Linked DNA regions of Xenopus laevis: region 1 is linked to region 2. The links are chromatin contacts, called in public Hi-C maps. All regions are on one chromosome and are shown on one strand. The core of a region is the stretch at or near the end of the contact, and the rest is flanking DNA. Distances in the headings are between cores, read along the strand shown. Region 1 has its middle 9.1 kb from the start of bend7.L. Region 2 overlaps frmd4a.L (FERM domain-containing protein 4A).

Region 1 (6,095 bases), core at 1,864-4,363, 89 kb after region 2:
TCAGGCAAAGACTCTAAACTGTTACAAGTTTGCAACATATTGTTGACACATTTCTCAGCAGCATCTCTGGAGTATTAGCAACTATAGTATCAATTATAACAAATGCCTTCAATGAAACTCATGGATTCTGGTCAGCAGGGACAAAGATAAGAAATGTATCAACTAAATGTATCAATTTAGAACAGTTAACAGAGTCGGAGACCACCCTTTCAGAGCTACTTTAGAAGGTGAAAAATGACACTTTATACTTAACTTAAGGTCACACATAAAAAAAAAAAAGTAATTGGAAAAAGCCTTTATTTCTGGTAAACTATTTGAAACCAACTGAACTGAAAAAAGTGTTGGAAGGTGAACAACCCCTTTAATGGGACAATGTGATTTCACTTTGGCTTGTGTTTTTTTAAAAGGTTGCATTATTTCTCAACCTATAAAAAATCATCAGCCTCCCTGGCTCTACGTGGAGTGCCACAAGGATCTATATTGGATTTGCTTATATTTAATCTTTGTTAATGACAAATGAGGAATGAATTGAAAGAGAGTAAAATTGTGGAATTTTCTCCCTGATGCACTTAGACAATTGCAAAAACATTTTCGATGACTTTTTAGTGAGTGACAAAATGCAATGCTATCACAACAGTATTAGTGTGAAGTTTTGGCTCTGCTGAGATAGATTGGTGCCAAGGGTGCAGGGGTGATTCGGGACAGCCTCGCCACTGCTCTTACCTTACCTTCTGTAGTAGTGGGTCCAGCGGGGGCACAGTGCAAGTGCAGAGAGCACAATCACACTCTCCTCTAGAAGAGCCAAATTTCTAGTTTAAATTTGGCTCTTAAAGGTGGTAACTTGGGGGGCAATGCCGTCTGAGACAAGGTTCTCACACTCGCAGAGTGAGAGGTCTAGTAGCAAAGAATGAAGTAGCAAGCAGAAGTAGAAAACTGTTCTGCTAGAGAAGTGCCCTGTGGGAGGCAGCTGCTCAAGTGCCAATTCTTTGACAAGAAAGCTGCTGTGTTTGTTCATACAGTTGAATATTGATTGTATTATGGCACCTATAATTAAATATATATGTGCCCCCTTTTGGTCCCTAATTTGAACATATAAATGATGCACAAATTAGGGACGGGAGGGAAGGACACCTTCGTACTTCTCCCCCGCCCATTTATAATTGGGAGTGGCCTAACAAGTCTTGTTCCCAAGTCCATTTTGGAGTGCCGAGGCCTATGGCTGTTTGCAAAATGCCCCATGCAGTGGGCAAAGTGCAATATGGCTCATTTGTACTTTGCACACTGTATGTGGCATTGTGAATGCGCCTTCTGATCAGTTATTTTTACAATTTTTCAGACATCACTTAATTCCATTTTATCAAGGAGATAATGATCTAGTCGTGGCACATTGAGTTTTCAGTTTTAATAAGAACATATACAGGTCAATGAGTATCTTTTGCAGTGTCGGACTGGGACACCAGGGGCCCACCAATTAATCTTAGACCAGGGGCCCACACTTAGTAATATTATTCTTTCTCTCCTCACTCAACCTCTATTCTCCTAGTCTCTTTTCTCTACATACTACAATCTATTTTTCCATCTATTTCTCATAAAAATAGGGAATGGCCATGAAATAGGCCAAATGTTTAGCAGCAAAAGGGCCCACTGACACCTTGGCACACCAGGACTTTTCTTGGTATCTCTGTGGGCCAGTCCGACACTGATCTTTTGCAGCTGTCACCTATCCCTGTGGGCCACTCCCTAAATATACTCCTATAAAAAGAGTTCCTCTTTAAATGAATTCTTGAAATTGTCTTTTATATATACATGAACTATTGTTCTGAACTTCTGACAATGTTATACATTTAGCAGAAATGTAGTTAAAGTGAGAACTGATGCAAACATTCTGTGCAGGTCAACTTGAGCTCAGGTCCCATTGGGTTCACTGCACAGTAAGAGGTTAGCCAGTATACACAATTGATCTTAGCGAAACAGAGGTAAGGGAAAGATCAGAAAAACACAATTCAGTTACTAGGCAAGTGCTGAAAATGTAATCACTTATTTTAACTTGTTTTTTTTTTGGCTTTTCATTAAAACCATTTTATTTGACCCCTCTCATCAGCAATGTTCTGCTCAATTAAGAGGTTTAACATACTGCATTACACATAAGTTAATGGTCTGCACATTTAAATGCAGCCAAGTTTTTTTCTGCAACACTGATTGGTTTTGTGAAATATAGAAATTCTTGTTAGAAACGTTATTTCTTTTTTCCCATTTTTGCACGCACCTGTCACACTAGCCACAATGTTATCTTTGGAAACCTACTGCTGGCGAAGTGGCAGAACCACAATCAGTAGAAACTGGCGTTCAAATGTCAGACATAGAGAGTTTAAAGCAACAATATGCAATAGTATAGCCAAACATGATTTAAGTAAGTAAGAAGATTAAATATCAAATGTTAGTTCATAGGCTGAAATATGGGGTCAAAAGAAATACACTTGCCAGATGCATCAATACTCTAAACATACAGTAATGTATATACTTCTGAAGGTTAAAATTATTTAGATCTGGCTCCTAGTATTGAAACTTTGTTAGAATCTGCATACCCAAAATGTATTACTTTTTGCTGGGTCCACATAATATTTATAGGGGCATTGTAGATAATAATCATATACACTGTATAAATATAAGGCTAGTGTGTAACAGGGACAAGGCTATGAACAAGAGTATCAGTATATAACAGAAAACAGCAGTGATACATTTACAAGTCACTAGGTTTTTTTCACAAGCACCTTTCTGACTAATAAACAGTGCGGGAGGGAGAAGAGAGGGGGGCTAATAAAAGGCAGTTAAGGGGGCTGTTGTTACTAGGGGGTTTAGTTTTCCTTTAAGGGACAACATCTGTGTTTCCAAATAGATTTTTTCCTGACACTACAGAAATCAGTTCTTATTAAATCCATAGCTCTGCTTTATGCAATTGAAACATCATATCAGGATCAGGTTCAGTGCTTGGAATAACAATTTTTAATAAACCGGCACACATAAACCTAAAGCCTCCATTATAATTTGGACCTGCATAAAGAAAAACTGCTTCATGTGAGCACTAGCTGTTTACTTATTATGCATGGTAAGTTTCATGTTAAGATTGCCCTTTCAGATCCTTTGCTCAGGCTCCTACATGAAAAGTGCTCCAATAAGCCACCTTGTGGATAAAAAGGAAAATGTGTTTCACTATATTATCAAATATCAAGTAGTACTAGGTATCCTGTGATACAAACAAGCGGAGAGAGAGAAATTATCGGCACTCACCCTTCACATAATCATTTGCTGGGTGCTAACCAAAAAATTTTTAGCAGTCCACGAAAGCACTCACAGCAGTCGCCATCCAGCGTGTATCAAAAAAATCCTTCATTGGTACATGGTGTATCAACGCGTTTCGGCTCACTTGGAGCCGTCATCAGGATAATAACAGGAAGTGTGGCACATCATTAAATAACCCCCTCAACCAATCAAAGTCAATCCCTCATTAAAACAACATATGCGTGAATCCTTAGTATACAATATATTAAAAGTGATAATGCTCTTCTCACATCTATTCTGTGAACATTATATCTTAGCCTGTGTCCAAGATATATATATACGGCCATTAGTGCCCAGAAATTGTATGTTAAAACTATATGTGAAAAGCATAAAAAATTGTGTAAAGATTAAAAACATTTGTTTAAACAATGTCTCATACCAATGTATCTAGTCTTATCTATTAAAAAATGTTGCAATACATGTAAACAAAATTACCATCTAGTTTCTTTAGAGCCTGCAACACTGTATAAAATGTTGCTAGCTAAGATGATATACCTAAATATATTGAGGAAGGAAATCTGCAACTATGGGCATTAACAAGATCAAATAAACCTCACTGCAAAGCGTGTTAATAGGTGCATGAGCTATGCTATCTAGTACTCAATCCTTATCATTATATAGCTCCACCAGCTTAAATATCCCTCGGACCAATTTTTCGCTATAGATTCTTCTTTGGCAAGCTTTATATGAAGACGAATCTATAGCGAAAAATTGGTCCGAGGGATATTTAAGCTGGTGGAGCTATATAATGATAAGGATTGAGTACTAGATAGCATAGCTCCAGTACCCTGCACTACACAAATGTTATTCATTTTTAATCATTGCCAAAAGGAAGGTAAAGTTACTAACTGCCCTCCATTGTATCCCATTTGTATTTTACTTGTATACAGTTATATATAAAAGAGGAATACTAAATGAATGACTTCAAGTCAAAGAATAATACAAGTATAATTATTTGCAATTATTTGCATATAATACACAAAAGCCATGAATATCCTGTAAATGATATCCTTATAAACGGTGAGTTCTGATGTCATCAGTTATAAACGGTGAGTAGTGATGTCATTTCTGTCACATGACTCACTGAAACTTGTGTATTATAATAAATAAAGTACCTCCAGTTGTAAAATATGAGGATATTAGAAGTTACCTCGGAGTTCCATGCCCTGTATAAAAACACTCGGCCTTCGGCCTCGTGTTTTTCTTTCAAAACTTTTTTATTTGATAACATTACAGCAATCACTTTCGTCATAGCAGATTTTTGTACATTTTTACTTTCAGATAATGAATACTCTCCTACGCAGAGGAGGACATTGCCATCAGATTCAAATACCCTAAGGGTGAAGAAAGAAAAAACTTTTGATTCCATCATGTCACAGTTATACAGCATAAATCAGAACAATCCAGTATTGGAAATTATTTATTGACAAAAATTAAACCAATAAACTTAAACAACCGTTCCCGTGTCCGTGTTTATTATGAAGTAACAGTATTGCTCCTAATGCAGTGTTTAAAACCACGCAAAGTACCATACAGTAGGTGCCAACTCCATCCAATCGTACTATTTGCTACTCTTATATAATTAAAGAAAATTAAACCAGAAAGGTTGCATCCAATATAATTATTATAACCTGGTATATGAAATCCAAGGCGTCCAGATTTTGGTGTAAACATTATATTTATCTGCAGTAATACTTAACAGTCTCTCATTTGCCATAATCCAGTTCATTTTGAGCCTGAACATAATTATAGGAATTGAGCACTTTTTCCAGGATGCAGCAATAGTCTGTTTCGCTGCTGTAAAGATAAATTGTATAAGTTTGCGATGATATTTATTCGGGGTTGGAATAGTCGTGTTAAGTAACACCATCATGGGATCTTTTCGAAGTTTGACCCCCCATAATGGAATCAATCAACGTAAATATTCTAGATCAAAATCTGAACGCCTGTCTACATTGCCACCAAATATGTAAAATAGTACCGTCCATGCCACAATTACGAAAGCAGAGCGGGCTGGAATTAGGATAAAATTTATGCAATTTCGCGGGGACCATATACCATCCAGATATTACCTTATATAACGTTTCCTGAGCCAAAACATTTGTTGAGATCTTAGACGTATTTGTCCAAGTTTGTTGCCATGTAGATTCATCTATTACAGTACCCAAGTCCCTTCCCCATTGTTTAGAATAAGTCGGAAGGGAAGAAATCATAGAATTCAAAATTAACTTATACAAAATGGATATTATTCCTCCACTACAAGGAAATTTAACACACATTTGCTCCCAGGCAGAAGAGGTCAAGATATTAGTACATCCTTTAGTCACTATATTAAGAAAATGTTCAATTTGGATATATCGAAAACATTCTGATCGTGGAGGACTATTTTGCTCAACAATAGTAGACCATTTCTTAAGGCCTTGCAAACCAAAAAAGTGAGCGACATACGTCATATTATGGGATTGCCACCAACAAAAGTCCCTGTCCTGAAGCCCTGGTTCAAAAATAGGATTACCAATTACAGGCATAGCTGGGCAATGGGGAGACATCAAAGGAGTTTGTTTGGTCCCAAACAGACAATGCCATTTTGAGCGGCCTCGTGTTTTTATATGGTCATGAAACTCCTCGGTAACTTATAATATCCTTATATTTTACAAAAGGGGGTACTTTATTCACTATATAAACCTTCTTATCTATTTTATTAGCTGTAATGTTTATCCTTAGGTATCTTTTCAGAAACTATAATGTTATCTTGT
Region 2 (6,341 bases), core at 2,837-5,336:
AAGTGCATTATTAGAAATACAATTCACATAAATATAGAAAATATAATTATAATACAGATTAAGTGCTCAGTGTCAAGGAAACAAAAGGCTAGAGGACCCTACCCCGTAGGGCTTAGTCTAAATGGGATGGGATTATCATGCATTTAGTGCCACACTCTGCAAACATAACATGCTAAATCGACTTAATGATTTAAATTTGTATTTTATGTTCAAGCATAACTTAAGTATCAAATATCAGAGACTTATAGGGTGAAAACAGACATTCAGCTGCTACTTTCTGAAGTATCATTGAACTTCCTCCCTGAAGTCGGTCACTTGAAATAACAAGATTCCTGTGTACTTATCAGACACATGGGCTATCATGAGTGTATTAGCCCTGAAATACAAGACAGTTTTTTTTAAATGTGTGTTTGCAAATTTTCTGCCATTTGCTTTTTTCCCTCCTGTGGGTGAATAGTTACCAGTTAAGCAATTTAACCCTGGAAGATCTAGTAATTCACTACAAAGCACATACACAGGAACAGTGTCGGACTGGGACACCAGGGGGCCGCCTAAAAACCTTTGACCAGGGGCCCACCAATTAATCTTAGGCATGTGGCCCACTCGTAATACTATTATTCTTCCACTCCTATTCTCCTAGTATCTTTTTCTTTATTATAATCTGTTATTCCATCTATCTAGCCACTTTGTTCTCATAGAAATAGGTAATGGCCATGAAATAGGCCATGAAGGCCCACTGACACCTAGGCCCACCTGGACTTTTCCTGGTATCCTGGTGGGCCAGTCCGACACTGCACAGGAACATTGGCTCAGGTCACTGGTAATACATAGTTCTATTTAATTATTCATTTATTTTGCTGCTCTGTGGTAGTTTTGGCAGATACACAAAGGACAGGTTAAATAAAGTACCATAATGTTACACTGTATGCATATGAGAGCAATGTACCTGCTTTAGAAACTACATTATTACTGAGAAACTGAGTGGCCTTTGTCATTAGGCAAGTGAATTAACTTAGTCATCACTCTCTCTGCTGTGCTTCTAGTTTCAACTCATTTGTAATGGTAATGGATAGACCTCCTCTATTATTTACATGCTATATTAATAGATTATTTATAAGATTGTGAAAACTGTGGTTTTGACAATTCCGCAAACTTCCTGAGTGGGGGCATGGTCTGTGCATTTCAGTGAGGGGGCTGGCTGAGGGGCAAACCATCAGCCTAACGTTTGAATGGTTCTACAACCCTATTCATTTCCTATCTGACCTTTCTATGCAAAACATGTTTTATAACAAGTTGTCATCTTTAGTGGAGACATTAACAGTGGTTCTTGTTTTCTAACACTGAGCTTGGGATCTCTTTGTTGTTGTCTCTCTATGATGCAGGAGCTACAGTATTAGGTGGTAGACTACACCCCTATAGTAACATCATATTATCATTATTATAATATACAAGAGCCATGAATATCCTGTAAATTATATCCTTGTAAACAGTGCTTAGTGATGTCATTGGTTATAATCAGTGATGTCATTTGACTCGCTGAAACTTGTGTATTATAATATATAAAGTACACCCTTTTGCAAAATATGAAGATATTAGAAGTCACCTAGGAGTTCCGCGACCTTTATAAAAGCACTCGGCCTTCGGCCTTTTATATGATCATGGAACTCCTCGGAAACGTATAATACCCTTATATTTTATAAGAGGGGGTACTTTATTCACTATATTATAACTAGTGTACAATTCCTTTAATAACAGTGGAACCAACTATAAACAGGAAGTCCCAATAAAAGAGTTGTGGTTTTCTTCCACTATTGCAAATCAGCTTGTCTCCATTGGGGCTATGCCTGATTTGAATGATGAAAACCATCTGTAAAGCACTATGTAATATGTTTGCCACCCTAGACCAGAAGGTTTTTGGACACGTCATGGCATGCATCAACCACACAAATTCCTTAATACAGGAGGGTTAACATGTCTACTCCCAGTATCCTTCCTAAAGGCTGTAATTCAAGAATAGCTTGAGTACATATTGTGTAATTACCTCTTCTTCTGTAATTCTCAAACACCCAACACCCAGTGTGTTGGTATGACCCTGATGAAGGTTAGAAAATGCTTATGTGAACTTGGGTTTTAGTGTGTCATGTAGGTTTTAGGTAGAGCTGTAAATAGATAAACAGTTGTACTGCAGCAATACCTGGGGCTATTTTAAAAGGCCTGCCAGTTAATATTGGCCCAGGTATTGCTGCAGTGCAACTCTCAGCATTATCAGTCAGACACTGATATTGCTCAGAGCAGGGAGATACAGATGTTTGCAGTGTTAAGTTATTGATGCTGATTTTTTTACTGAATGTTCTTTCTTTGTTTTGCAGGTTTTACATAGAAAGTATATCATACCTGAAGGACAATGCAACAATTGAGCTGTTCTTCCTTAATGCCAAGTCTTGTATATACAAGGTAATTCATTCTTTATTGTAAATAAGTTAAAAAGCAAAGCCAGCCTTCTAAGCATTGCTTTCTGGTGTGCCAGCATTTCCAAACCATTAAATAAATGACAGTAGATGATTTTTTGCATACACTTTGGTTTTAGGTATGCTGTGAATGAATAGATAAACTGTTATATATTTGTAGATCTAGATGCTGAATTGATTTATTAAGTGAGCTTCTGCTACTGTCTCTTTAATAATTTAGATAAAGCACATTCCATGCTTTGAGCATTACAGCAATGTTCATTATGTTGTTAGCTGATAATACAGTGAGTTATTTAAAACCAAAGATTGTTAGGTGTGTGTAATGTATTATTTGTATTGTAATATGTTGTGTTTGAAGTAACATGGGCATCTATTACTCTTACATATGGATTATGGTAGAAATCATTTTATGGCATTTTAGGTGCATGATGCTGAGGACCAGACAATTATTAGAAAATATTTATTATGCGTAGTTCTGATGCATTTCCACTAGATGGAAGCACTTTACATTAGTTCTTGAAGTATAGCATACAAAGTACTTTAAAGGGGTTGTTCGCCTTCCAAACACTTTTTTCAGTTCTATTGTTTTCAGATTGTTCCCCAGAAATAAAGACTTTTTTCAATTACCTTCCATTTTTTATTTTTTACAGTTTTTTAAAAAAAAAAAAGTTTAACGTTTAATATTCCTGTCTCTGGTGGTTGAGTTTGCTAGCTCAGTATTTCAGGTGCAGACTGTAAACTGTTACATTTAGTTGATACATTTTTCAGCAGTATTTCTGGAGTATTAGCAACTATTGTATCAATTTCAACAGCTTCCTTTAATGAAACCCAGAGATTCTGCTCAGCAGGGACACAGATGAGAAATGTATCAACTAAATGTATCAATTTAGAACAGTTTACAGGGTCGGTGACCTCCCCCTCCAGCTGCTTTAGAAGGTGAAAAATGACACTTTATACTTCAATATTAGAAAAATAGTCACACATACAAAATAGAAAGTAATTGGAAAAAGTCTTTATTTCTGGTGAACTATCTGAAACCAACTGAACTGAAAAAAGTGTTGGAAGGTGAACAACCACTTTAAGCATCAGATTTCAACCCCCTTTTATTTATTTGTTGTTTTTCTCTGAATAATAGTGGACACTGAAGATTTGCAGTTGCAGAGAGACAGCACTCTGACTAAAAACAGCAGATATCTGGGGGGAAGGGTTCACTGTGCAATTAATTAATTCATTAATTAATTCATTTTAGAATTCTGTAGCCAGATGGCAAGGATGCAAACCTTAGAACAGTGGTGTCCATCCTACCACCATCAAGATGCTTTTGAACTACAACTTCTAGCATTGCTCTGGGAGCATGTTGAGAGCAATAACTGGCCAACAGTTGCTGGGCTTCTCCTTAAACAGTAATACAGCAGAAATGCTAAATAAATATACAGAGACAGTAAGGTGTATCTTACAGATGATGTTTTGTATGCAGCCAACAACTTTTTCCCAGTTAACTGAATGCAGTTGTGTTAGTGCATATGTTTCCCTTGCTCGGCCTCTATTAGAGAAGATGCACATGGAATGTAAAGCAATTAGTGGGGAACAATGGGTAGGTCTCCTGGGCCTGCTGGCCAGTCCCTTTCTTCCTGCTTGGGGTTAACTATTTGCCTGAAAGTCTGTGATCTCTCTGCATTCTTTCTCACAATCACCCTCTACAAAGTGCAAGTAAGTGGAAGATGAAAGTTTTCCCCAAGTCCCTCTGATAGGAGCGTATTCAGGCCAATGTGTTCCTTGGGGAGGGTGGGCGTATATTTTAATACAAAGAGGCCAAGGTCACATTAAAACTATAGCATTCAGGGTAACAATTCTAAGTATGGTAGTGTTTGCCTGTCAGAGAGTATGTAGCAGTCTGCAGTCTATTGAAAGTGGCATTCCTGTTGACTAAACATTATGGTCTCGGAACAAAAAGTTGGTTGCTACAGATAAGCAGTTTCCTGACTGAGACTATTGGTATGAGGCTTAGCTTGAAATTTTAATTTCTTCTACTTATTCTGTATAGTTCTTATTTTCCTATGGAAATTGAAACTGATACATAAATTATGCCAGGTGCAGCTTCTGATTTTTTTAAAGATAATATTTAAGAACCTAGCTTCATTCTATGACCCTCCAACAACATTCTCTATGAATGCCAGGTGATGTAGTAGCAAGTCAGCAGTGCATCCTATCCAATAAGAGTCTAAGGTGCCCTAAATCACATATCCTGACACAAATATGCATATTTTAGTGGTGGGAGTTGGAGATTTAAATAAAAGGCTAAGAATACCTTAGAGGCAGTTAATTAAATCAGAAATGCAGAACAGTGCTTTGATTGTTATTCAATGAAAAGCAGCAACCATGACTGGAAGAGCTTTTAGGGGGGGGGGAGGCCGTGAGAAGGGAATGACGATGCCTGCCTGGTTGCCTTGGGAACATTCAGTTTTCTACCCGCATCAAAAGCTAATGTCTACCTGTGCCTAAGCTCTCTGGCCAACCTGTGCTTTTTAAAGCAAGGCTTTTGGAGAAGAAGATGGATTTTAGTATTGTATTGTTAAAAACTACTATAAACCCCAACATCCCAGGTATGAAGGCACACAGCTGAAATCATAAAATCAGGTCCAGCTGGAACATTGATGAATCAGCAGGTTTCTGTTTCAGTAAATCATTTCCCAGGTTTGATTTCATCTCTCTATAAGAACTGAAAGGCAGATGATAACTGACTCTAGCTTATGCCACTATACAGCAGAAACACTCTGTAATAAATGTCAGGAGGTGTGTGCATTGACGTAGCATTTAAACTGCTCATTGATTTCTATTAAAAAGGGGACCCAAATAAATCATTGCTACATTGTACATAGTTCCTACTTCCTTCCTGTGCTGATTTCTTCACTGAGATGTACGTCTACCTGTTTATTAAGGGTATCCCAGGCACACAGTAATTATTCTATCCTTCCAAATACAGACCCCACCTAAGTAATAGATACGTGCATGTGATCATCTTACTTACATTTGCTTCCGGACATCTTGCTATAGAGACATAGTAGATAAGGGAAAAGAAAAGGAACATGCCTATCGTGTTTATTTTTGTTGACTTTCGTTACTTTCCAACCATACACCCTCTCACTCAGCACATATAATATGAACCTGTTAGTACAGATACAGGGACAGTTACAGGAAACACTTATGTTTTTCTCGGTGGAATCAGCCTTCAGTAACTAGGTATGTATATCAAACTTATAAATAAGTATAAATATTATTTAACTGAAAAAGTTCTACTGTGTCTTTTAAGTTATTAAAAGACACAGTAGAAAGTAGTCCCTGCCCCAGAGAGATTCTCTAATTGGGTGGATAACATAAATACACAAATAAAAACTACCAATCTTACAGCACCTGTTGCTTGATTCCCCCAAATGCAATGCTCCAATCTGTACTGTTGCCCATTGTATTTATTCATCATAGCCTGCAACCTAAAGTGCCAGTATAACTTCGTCCTATGGGTTTGCCTAATGCAGCTAATAAAAACTCAGTGTGTAGTGACTTTCAAAGGGGCAAGGTGTTATGTTGTTATGTGCGTTGTCAGATGAAGGGGCCAAAAGTTGTACTAAATTGGCCAAACTTTATCAAACAAGGGGATCTTTATGTGTATGACCAGCTTTATAGATTCTACAGAGATGGAGAGGCCAGAGTTCTGGTGGAAAATGTTAGGGTATAGTGGCCCTTTTAACATGTTACGCTAATTGCATCACAATTTGAAGGTATATCATAATACAGTAAATCTAAAGCATATAGAAAAATTAGTTGATTTCTTAATTTAAAGAAAATATTGATCGGTAACAGCTAAAAAGCCAGCTG

The links. A called contact is a pair of places that touch in the nucleus more often than the background predicts.
Region 1: a contact with region 2 is called in a Hi-C map of the XL177 cell line, with 5 times the contacts expected there. The contact joins two enhancer-like sites. A contact is called at or near these places in 2 of 4 Hi-C or Micro-C datasets (the XL177 cell line and the XTC cell line).

The regions. Positions count from the first base shown.
Region 1 is chr3L:87,612,883-87,618,977 of Xenopus_laevis_v10.1, forward strand. No RefSeq gene overlaps it. Among protein-coding and RNA genes, the nearest start is that of bend7.L, 9.1 kb to the right of the region's middle. Within about 2 kb of position 3,114, at least 1 of the 7 cell types and tissues checked has an H3K27ac peak or open chromatin away from gene starts, as enhancers often do.
Region 2 is chr3L:87,522,650-87,528,990 of Xenopus_laevis_v10.1, forward strand. frmd4a.L (FERM domain-containing protein 4A) reads left to right here. Exons shown (of 23, transcript XM_018252720.2): 5 at 2,370-2,454. Among protein-coding and RNA genes, the nearest start is that of LOC108711218, 39 kb to the right of the region's middle. Within about 2 kb of position 4,087, at least 2 of the 7 cell types and tissues checked have an H3K27ac peak or open chromatin away from gene starts, as enhancers often do.